2 separate regions of the Arachis hypogaea genome follow, and region 1 is linked to region 2. A link is a contact called in public Hi-C data. All regions are on one chromosome and are shown on one strand. The core of a region is the stretch at or near the end of the contact, and the rest is flanking DNA. Distances in the headings are between cores, read along the strand shown.

Region 1 (4,841 bases), core at 1,688-4,187, 140 kb after region 2:
AAGTTAATTTTATTCGTGGGTTTAAATTCTTTTAAAATTCAAGCATATCTTACTCGCGAATTGAAAATCTCTCACCCATATTTCTATTCGCACTCTAAAGTTCTACGCTCGATCTTACTTGATCCGATCTACAACAAATCAAATTTTTCAATCAAATATAATATTTAATCATTTCATAGTTCATAAAGATACTAATAAAATAGAAAATATAAAATTAAATCCATATTAAAATTAAAAGCAATAAAATTATAATAAACTCTTTTTTTAAATGACAGGAAAAGAGGATATAAATTTAATTTTCATCGATTTTATTATATATGTATAATAATTTTCAATTACATATTATAATATATCACAGATTTAGATTGGTCAGATTAGGTTAAACTTAAACTCAAACTTAACTCTATCTGCAATTTAACACACTCCTTCTTAATTTGATCTGCTACAGATTGAGTCATCAACTTTACTAAAACAAATTAGATCAGATTGAATATATATAGATAAGATTAATATTGCTCGCCCTAAATATTTCATAAACAACTTATAAAGCTGGGGATGCATGGCACGCGGAGACTAGCAGGTTTCAGTTCAGAGGCTAACGAGGTTACGAGGCTATATAATTAGTTTGATCAAGGCAATCAAATAATAATAAGTACGGACTTGTGTTTCATGTCTCTTGTGTAAGGGTGGCAATGGATAGGGTAGGGTAGGGTTTGGATCTAACCCTAACTCTATCCGTGAGTTGAGATTTTTATATAAACTCAATTCTACTCTATTCGCGGATTGAGAATATCTCAATCCTAACCCTACCCGCTCTTAACTTGTGGGTACCCAACCCTATCTGTAGGTTACAAAAAATATACAACATTATTATATAACTTGATGATAATTTAAAATAGAACTGATTTTTATGTAAAAAAAAAAATATAATTATCAATTAATGATTTATTTTTTAGTGGTTAAGGATCTTTTATATTTAGTGAAAAGTCTTTGATTCAACATCCACTTAAAACATATTTTTATATAAGTATATAATATAAACATATATATAATGCGGGTTGGTCGGGTAGGGTTGAGACTCAACCTGCACCCTACCCGACCCGCACAAAAATCCTACTCACATCCTACCCTATCCGTTGCGAATCAGGTTGGCAACCCTATCTAATCGGATGGGGTCGGATTAGATACCCACAGATAAGGTACATATTGCCACTCCTACTCTTGTGGGTGATTTTCTTTTACTTAATAAGTAAGCCTATTATATTGGAGGCACATTTTATTCGTAGGATTTAATATTTATGTAAATATATGTCTCAAATAAAGTATTATTTCTCCTCAAATCAAGACAGTCTATTAGCAATCTATCTTAGAATGTGATGATCTTGAAATTTACGATGGTCACAAATAAAATAAAAAAAAGTTACTAATTTTGATCTATAATGATGATGGTATTATGAAAAATTCATTTTATTTATTCTTTTGTCTTCTTAATTCTTTTTTTAATTTGGTTATTGATGGTGAGTTAAAAAGAAAGACTTTATAGGTAAAAAGAGCAGACTAAATTCTTATTTGTTTTCATAAAAACCAACTTCCATCAAGTTGGTTACATTTTAAAATAATTATATATCTTCTTTTATTTTATTATTTTAATTAAATATTTATTAAACCAATAAGATAAGACACATCACACACATGAGACATCATATAATAATATAATTTCTTACATTTTAAAACTAAATTTAATTTAACATAGCTTATCAATTGTAAAAACAAACTTTCATTTCCTTAAAAGAAGATTTTGTTTAGTTATCCATTTCTTCATGTTTAATTATTTTTATTTTTTTTAAAAAACCAAATAAGTTGACGAATTCAATTAATAATATTTTAAATTTTAGTTGATATTTTGATCTCATATTTGGTTTAATTATTTATATTGAGTTTAAATTAAATAGTCTTTGATTCTAGATTATAATTTAAAAATTTTAAATAATATTAAATAACCAATTATCAATACAATTTATAAACTTTAAAATTAATTAAATTTGATTAAACTAATTTTTTAAATGTAATTTGCTAATTATACAAAATTTTACCACTAAAAACTAATACCATAAATGTAAAAAATAATTGAATGGGATCCACTTGATTTTGGCCAAAATCAGGGGCGGGGCTAGATTAACTTTTAGGGAGGGGCTAAAAAAAACTTTATAATTAACAAAAAATAAAATAAAAATTTTAAGGGGGCTAAATTAAAATTTATGCATAATTTGTAAAGAAAACTTAATAGTTGGGGGAGGCCATTGCCCTCCTTGGCTTGTATGTGGCTCCGCCACTGGCCAAAATCGAAAAAGATCCACCCTAATTTTTCACCTAAAAAAATATTATTTTGGCATTTAATATTATTTTAATTTATTGTTAAAATATTAATTTTTAGAATTTATTTAAAAATGTTCCATTCTTCTATACACGAAATCTCCACAACCGGCAAAGACCAAAAGCTAATTCAGTAATTCCTAAGCTTTCTGGCTATCGATTTATTAGTTTGTTTATGTTATTGTATTTAATAATTGAGATTCATTGGTAAAATACGTTGACATAATAATAATAATAATAATAATAATAATAATAATAATAATAATGAAATTAATTTGATTACTTATACTATAAAATTTTAACAGCATATTAAAATTAATTTGTATCGAATAATATTAACAAGATTTTATTTTAAGCATTAGTTATCTAAAATAACATTATTTTTTTATAAAATTAACTGATCAAGGCTTGAAAGCTAAAAATTTATATAACAAATTGCTATAAAGTCTTAATGCATGCACATATGTAATTTGAGAAGACAGAGAGATCAGTACTAAGTACTAACATGCAACCACCGCCACTGTTGTTTGCTCTGTATACCACTTTTTTCCCTTTGACCAATAATGACCAATGTCTATTATTTTCTTTGACCAAATTAAAATAATAAAATTAAAATCGCACACCTTGCACATGATAATATAACATTATTACTTTAATTTGTACGATTAGGCTTGCTTTCAAGTGGAACACTAATTTAAACGTGCTCTACCTTTATAGGAAGGAGACAGTACTAAAACAAAATAACAAAGTACATATATGTATAACTTTTTTTTTTTAAAGAAAGTACGGGAGACAATGGATTTAGTAAATAATATGAACAATAAAGTTAAAAAAAAATTAAAATAAGATGATAATTAATTTAAATAAATTTTAATAATTTCGAATTTAAAAAAAATAATGATTTGTAAATTGTATGATTTTGAAAATTGGATTAGACCGGTCGGTCTGACGGGTTAAATCGTAAACCGAGACTCATTACGGTATGGTTTAACTTATAAAACTGCTAATTTAAAAACTGCCTAAAAACTATTGAACCGACTGAGAATCGGTCGGTCAGACCGAACCGAGACCCGGCTGGTTTTGCTGAAACGGTGCTGTTTTGGGTTTTGGATAAAAACAAAAAAGGAAAGCGTTCGGCGTTCAGTCTCCTCCTCTTCTCAAACTCACTCTCAAACAAAAAATAAAACCCTAGCAGTAGCCTCCACCGCCGCTGCAAGGAAGGAGACACTGCCGCCGTCCGTCGCGCCATCGTCATTCTTAAGCTCTCCAACCTCTGTTCACTCAAACTCCTCTCAACTCTCACTCTCTCAAACGAAGCTATCTTCCTCCAAAACGAAACCCTAGCTTACAATAGCTTCTGCCACCGTCCGTCACGCTCAGGAGCTTCTGTCCTTGTCTGGTCGTCGTCGTCGTGATCCAAGTCTCCAACTCCTCTCCTCATTCACCAATCACAGCTTCTTTCTCGTTCTCCGCGTCCATCGTCTGTTGATGAATCCATATTTGACGATGTATTTTGGTTTGATTCGAATGGATTTCATCACATAAACTCACACTTATTCACTAAAATAGCATGCTTTTGTATTTTCTCCCTAAATTGTGCTTGATTATGAAAACATGCTCTTTTGTACTTATTTTTGACTACTTTTATTCCATTTACCTTCCATTCGATACCTTGATGTTATTTGTGAGTGATTTCAGATGAATAAGGTAGGAATGGCTTGGTGGGAATGGAAGAGGAGCATGCAGTTGGGAGGAAGCATGAAGAAAAATAAAGGAGGAGAGCTCAGCCATGCGTGCGTGCACACAAGGATGCGTGCGTACGCACAAGAAGGAAATCAGCATGCGTGTGTGCGCACAACCACCTGTGCGTACCCACAAGAACCCAAGCAGAGCGAGTCCAGAGCATCGCAAAGTGTGTGTGCGCACAACCCTCTGTGCATACGCACAAGTAAAAATTCGGCGAAGTGTGCGGACGCACACGTCTGTGCGTCCGCACAGGTCCCAGTGCGTGCCTTCATTAAAAATGCACGTGTACTTGCGTTTTGGGGCCCTTTTTGTCCCATTTCTAAAGGCTTGAGGCTGAAATCAAAGGCTATATATCAAGGGGGCAACATCTCATATGAAGGCATTAGGACTTAGACTTTATTTTCCATAGTTTTACATAGTAGGAGTAGGAGTAGTGTAGATTAGGTAATTCTCTCTTAGGGTTTTAATTAGGGTTTGTAGAATTTTATACTTCAAGTTTAATTTTGGATTATAACAATTGTATTGTAAGTATTTCTTTAATTTCTCTTTTAATTACATTGCTTGTTCTACACTTTCATCTATTTTCATTTCTCTTGTCAATATATGCATAGGTTTGCAATCTTGATTTCTAGTTGTTAATTTGATGTTTGATGCTTATTTTATGTTTGTTTGAGTTGCCTTTATTGATTTTGATCATTTATGATTCATAGCTTTCATCAATT
Region 2 (4,679 bases), core at 550-3,049:
GTGAAGAAAATGGATTGAACTACATTTTGAATCCATAAAGTTCACCATTTTGCCGATTTGCATTTGGCAGATATTGCACTCCCTTGGAAGTAAGGCTTGGAGGTTCTCAACTTCTTCATAGGTTGGTCTCTTATAGTCTACTGTCTATTAATCATTTAGCGAAAAAATTAGATCCTTAGAGAGAGAGAGAGAGAGAGAGAGAGAGAGAGAGAGAGAGAGAGAGAGAGAGAGATAATAAATTCTCACTATTTTATTTTATTTTATTTAGAAAAAAAAAGACCCATAAGCGAGGATTATCAAATACTGTTAGATTGAACCACAAATAGCCAGAAATTGAATTGAATGCTCACTGATTGGTAAATGCAAATGTAAAAGTACAATACCACGAAACTAAACTATGCTCAAAATACCAAACTAAATTATTGAACAACTATAAAGCAGATGCATTATTTGCTCTTTTTTCAAGCGATAAAATTATTTATTTGCAAAACCAATAAAGCAATAAGGTTGATGCAAAATGCTTAAGGTATACCGGTGAGGGAAAAAATCTGCATCCTATTGAAGAATCCAAGAAAGCAGTGAGATCAAACATGTCTTCAAGTTTGAACTTTATGCCAGTCTCCTCTTCAACCTGTTAGAGGCACAATTAAGCCATAAAGAGAATTGTAGAGAGAGAGAGAGAGAGAGAGAGAGAGAGAGAGAGAGAGAGAGAGAGAGAGAGAAGCCTCACGAACTGCAGTGCCAACGAAATCACCCTTGTCATCATCCAACATTCCAGCAGGCAATTCCAAAATAATTCTTCCAGTAGGAACCCTTGCCTGATAAATAAAAAATAATAAGCATAATATGGAACTCTAGTTAAAATGTTTGAAAAAAAACATAGTTCTCTCTACAAGGATCTAACATCTAAGAACCTGTTCAGTAAGGACAGCATAAGTTTCACCTTCTGATTCCAGAAGTATCAACACAGTCACAGCAGGTCCTCTTGCAAATACAATACCTGGAACCTAATCACGGTTTACTTTATTATATATAAAGAAAGAAATCAGCATCAGGTGCAAGTGCATAGAAATTACAAGCAAAAGAGGAATGATGGATGCCTGAGAACATAAGGTAAGAAGCAAAAGATCCTAATAGTTGTGCATTTTAGATACCACATAGCTCAGAATGTGGTATGCCTATGAATCAAATACTATTAATACATTGCTTGCCATGATGAGGAATCCAATTTTTGGATATTGAAGCAGAAGAAGCTATTTTTGAATAATATATATAGAGCATAACAGGTAAAATGTCTACTAGTTCATAGCCCCTTGCTAAAATTAACACAAGAAAATGGAAATATAGACTAGCTTATAAATGTCAGCTTTAAATTTGAGAAACCCAATGCACTTTCCAAACATGTCTACACCCTATTTACATCAAAAAGAGTCCAACTAGTTTCGTTGATTTTGATTTGAGAACATGAATAAGACTAGAAGACTAACAGGTTAGTCAGTTACTTAAATTACCACTTAACAAGGCCTAATTATCAGAAATCATATCCACTTTTTAAATACTGATGATGCAATTACCTGAATTAGAACTTGTCTCAGAGCCAAGGTGCCATCAGCTAGAATCCCAATCTCACTTTGCAAGTTATGCAACCATTGCTTGAATAAAGAGGAATCAATAGCATTCCTGCAATGGAAAACAACAAAAACCAAACCAAACCACCACAACTGAGACATGTTTTTTATATAGCATGATAACAAGAAGAAACTGTGTGCCTATCAATTCTCTTTTGCCATTACATCTCATGGGGACTTATCAAAACCTAGCATCTAATTGAACAAAACCTCCAATATCTAATTTTAGTAGCTGTCAAAACCTGCAGGGTGTGAAAGAGGAAGAAAGGAATGCCTAAATCCATCTTTTAATATAATTATTCAGCACATTCCCTTCCTGAACAAACACACTGTGAACTTTCAACACATATCTCACCCTGAAATCAAAACAAGAACAAAATGTTAAAGAGTGTCATTATAATGTGTAACCTGAGTTTCTTCATTATTAATTCACTTAAGAGAAATTTGACCTTGTTATATACTATGCCCAAGAGAGCAAGGCTAGCAGCTTTATCTACATCAGCATCATCAAAGATTAGAAGAGGTGACTTTCCTACTAATTCAAGTGAAACTTGTTTCAAGTTGCTGCTAGCTGCAGCATGCATTATTTCACGGCCTACCTCCATCGAACCGGTGAAGCTGACCTGCACACACATAAAGCACAAAAATCAAAATATTAGCCGAGGTTAACTATACAAATCAAACAATGCTATAGCCAAGTTACATTGCGGTCAATCACACTTAACTCGATACAATCAATACACACACAAATTCTTCCAAAAATAAAACAATAAAAATAAATTGAAAATTTGTTTGTCAGGACTTAAATTAGAATTTTTCCTTCCAGCTGAAAAGAACTTATTCATTTTGGTTCATTTCAGTGGATCTACCTACTAATCTGATATTTAATTCAGCAACAAAGTAACAATATGCAGTCGAGGGAAAATCTTTACTTTCTGACACTTTAGTAGGGACGTATACCTTCGGGTTTGCTTGTAGAAGCTTCACAAGGATCCTGAAGATGGATTTCAAAGATGAAATCACTTCGAGTTTTTCCTTAATTGATGCCACAAGATCTTTGTTAACTTCTGTCATACTGATATCTGAAACATGGCCACAGTCCATGCTTTTCAAAAGCTCCTTAGATTTGTTAATGCTGGTTTCCATGAAGTTCTTCCCTCTCTTATGCGTATCCATTGATGGATAGAGCCACAAACTTAAAGGAAAAGGAAAATTGTTAGCTGAAAAAAATTCCATCATATTGATGATAGGAAATCAGGACTTATGGCTGAACAAAATTCAATTTCAGTTGATAGTATATACATCAAGGTTTCTGATCAATCATATTTCAAATTTGTTAGCTACATGTTAAGAATAATAGACTTAGACAATGTTAATTTTCAAAATTGTATATAGTTACTATATATTATATATTACAAGGAAAAATTCATGGTAGAAAAGAAAACAGAAATCTAAGTAACAAAAATTAGGATATTCTGTTGGAGAAGATTAAGATTTTTTTTCTTTAACAGATTAAATAAATTTGAGAGGAAAATTTGACTTATCTGCTGGTTTTTATTCGCAAAATTTAGAAACCTGTTGGAAGAAGCACCTGGCAAGAAAAGGCATCTTTCGTTCAAGCTGGTCATCTTCTCCACCCTCAAGTGACCTCTTCTCCATGCTTTTTGTGTCCCCAGTTGCCCTCTGCATTTCACACTCACTCACTTCCAATAATAATACCCTAAGTTACCAAATCTGCAACAACTAAACCACTAAAGTCAATCACCATTATGCAATCCACGTCACAAAATATCATAGTATTAATAATTAATTGATAATAATAATAATAAACAAAACAGAGAAACCCTAGCAACAATAGCAACGACAAGCTAGAACAGATCTATAATACCATAACATAACAATACAAACAAATAAAACCGGGAATTTCATTAAAATATTCAAATTCCAAGCTTGCCAAACTCTAATCCCCCAAACGAGCAATCTTGACCACCAAATTCCACGAAAAAATTGAGGGAAAAGGAAAAAAAGAACTAGAAAGGAGCTGAACTCACCAAGAAAAGCCTCTGCTGGATGTAGAAGTGGAAGTTGAGGAATAGAACCTGGGAAACTAAACTGGATGATGTGTAAGGTACTAAGGTGTTACTGATGCTGCTCCAGAGAGAGAGAGAGAGAGAGAGAGAGAGAGAGAGAGAGAGAGAGAGAGAGAGAGAGAGAGAGAGAGAGAGAGAGAGAGAGAGAGAGAGAGAGAGAGAGAGAGAGAGAGAGAGAGAGAGAGAGAGAGAGAGAGAGAGAGAGTTTGGTGAGAGAGTTATGGTGGGATCGGAGTAGCGATAGTGGGAGTGTCGGAAGAGAGAGCGCCGATGGGGGCATTGCGATGGAAGGGAGTGGCGACGGAAGGGAGCGGCGATGGAAGGGAGCAGCGTCGGAGGGGCATCGATGGAGGGTTTGCGAGGGACGGTCAGAGTCACCGCCAAAGGGAGTCACCAACGAGGAGAGGGAGTGCCGACAAAGGGACCAGGGATGGTGGGAGTGCCAGAAGAGGGAGCGACAGCGATGTTCTTTGGAGTGCTGGGATTCTTTGCCGTCACTGGTGTTTAGGGTTATGTGCTAGTGTTTCAGTGTTTAGGGAACGACCAAAAGGGTTTCATGTAAATGGGAGAGTTTCGAAACTGTTTTTGAATAAAAGCTTTTTTTTCCTTAAACCTTTTGGCCACATTTTTTAAGCGTGCCAAAATAGTTAAAGGAAATGGCCACGCTTTTAAAATGTCACGGTAACGAAAACATGTCGCCACGCTTTAAAAGCGTCCTTGTTTCTCTCTATAGCTACGCTTTTGAAACGTGGCAAAAAAAAGCGTGGCCAAATCTTGAATCAATTGCCACCCTCATAAAAGCGTGGCCATAAACCCCTTTTGCCACGCTTTTTAAGCGTAGCAAGAAAAAATGTGGCCAAATCTCTAATCAATCGCCACCCTCATAAAAGCGTGGCCATTGACCACTTTTGGCTACGCTTTTAAAGCGTGGCCATAGGGCTTTTTTTCTTGTAGTGTGACA

Evidence for each region. Hi-C and Micro-C count contacts between places; a contact is called where the count stands out from the background.
Region 1: a Hi-C map of leaf shows a contact between it and region 2, with 4 times the contacts expected there. The contact joins the enhancer-like site here to the promoter of LOC112749229 in region 2. A contact is called at or near these places in 3 of 8 Hi-C or Micro-C datasets (all in leaf).

Annotation. Positions count from the first base shown.
Region 1 is chr15:149,335,689-149,340,529 of arahy.Tifrunner.gnm2.J5K5, forward strand. No RefSeq gene overlaps it. Among protein-coding and RNA genes, the nearest start is that of LOC112751248, 10 kb to the right of the region's middle. Within about 2 kb of position 2,938, at least 2 of the 3 cell types and tissues checked have open chromatin away from gene starts, as enhancers often do.
Region 2 is chr15:149,199,053-149,203,731 of arahy.Tifrunner.gnm2.J5K5, forward strand. LOC112749229 (nudix hydrolase 14, chloroplastic-like) reads right to left here and starts at 1,800. Exons shown (of 6, transcript XM_072218429.1): 1 at 1,575-1,800; 2 at 1,350-1,412; 3 at 915-1,007; 4 at 726-818; 5 at 533-631; 6 at 1-144. The coding sequence starts at 1,730.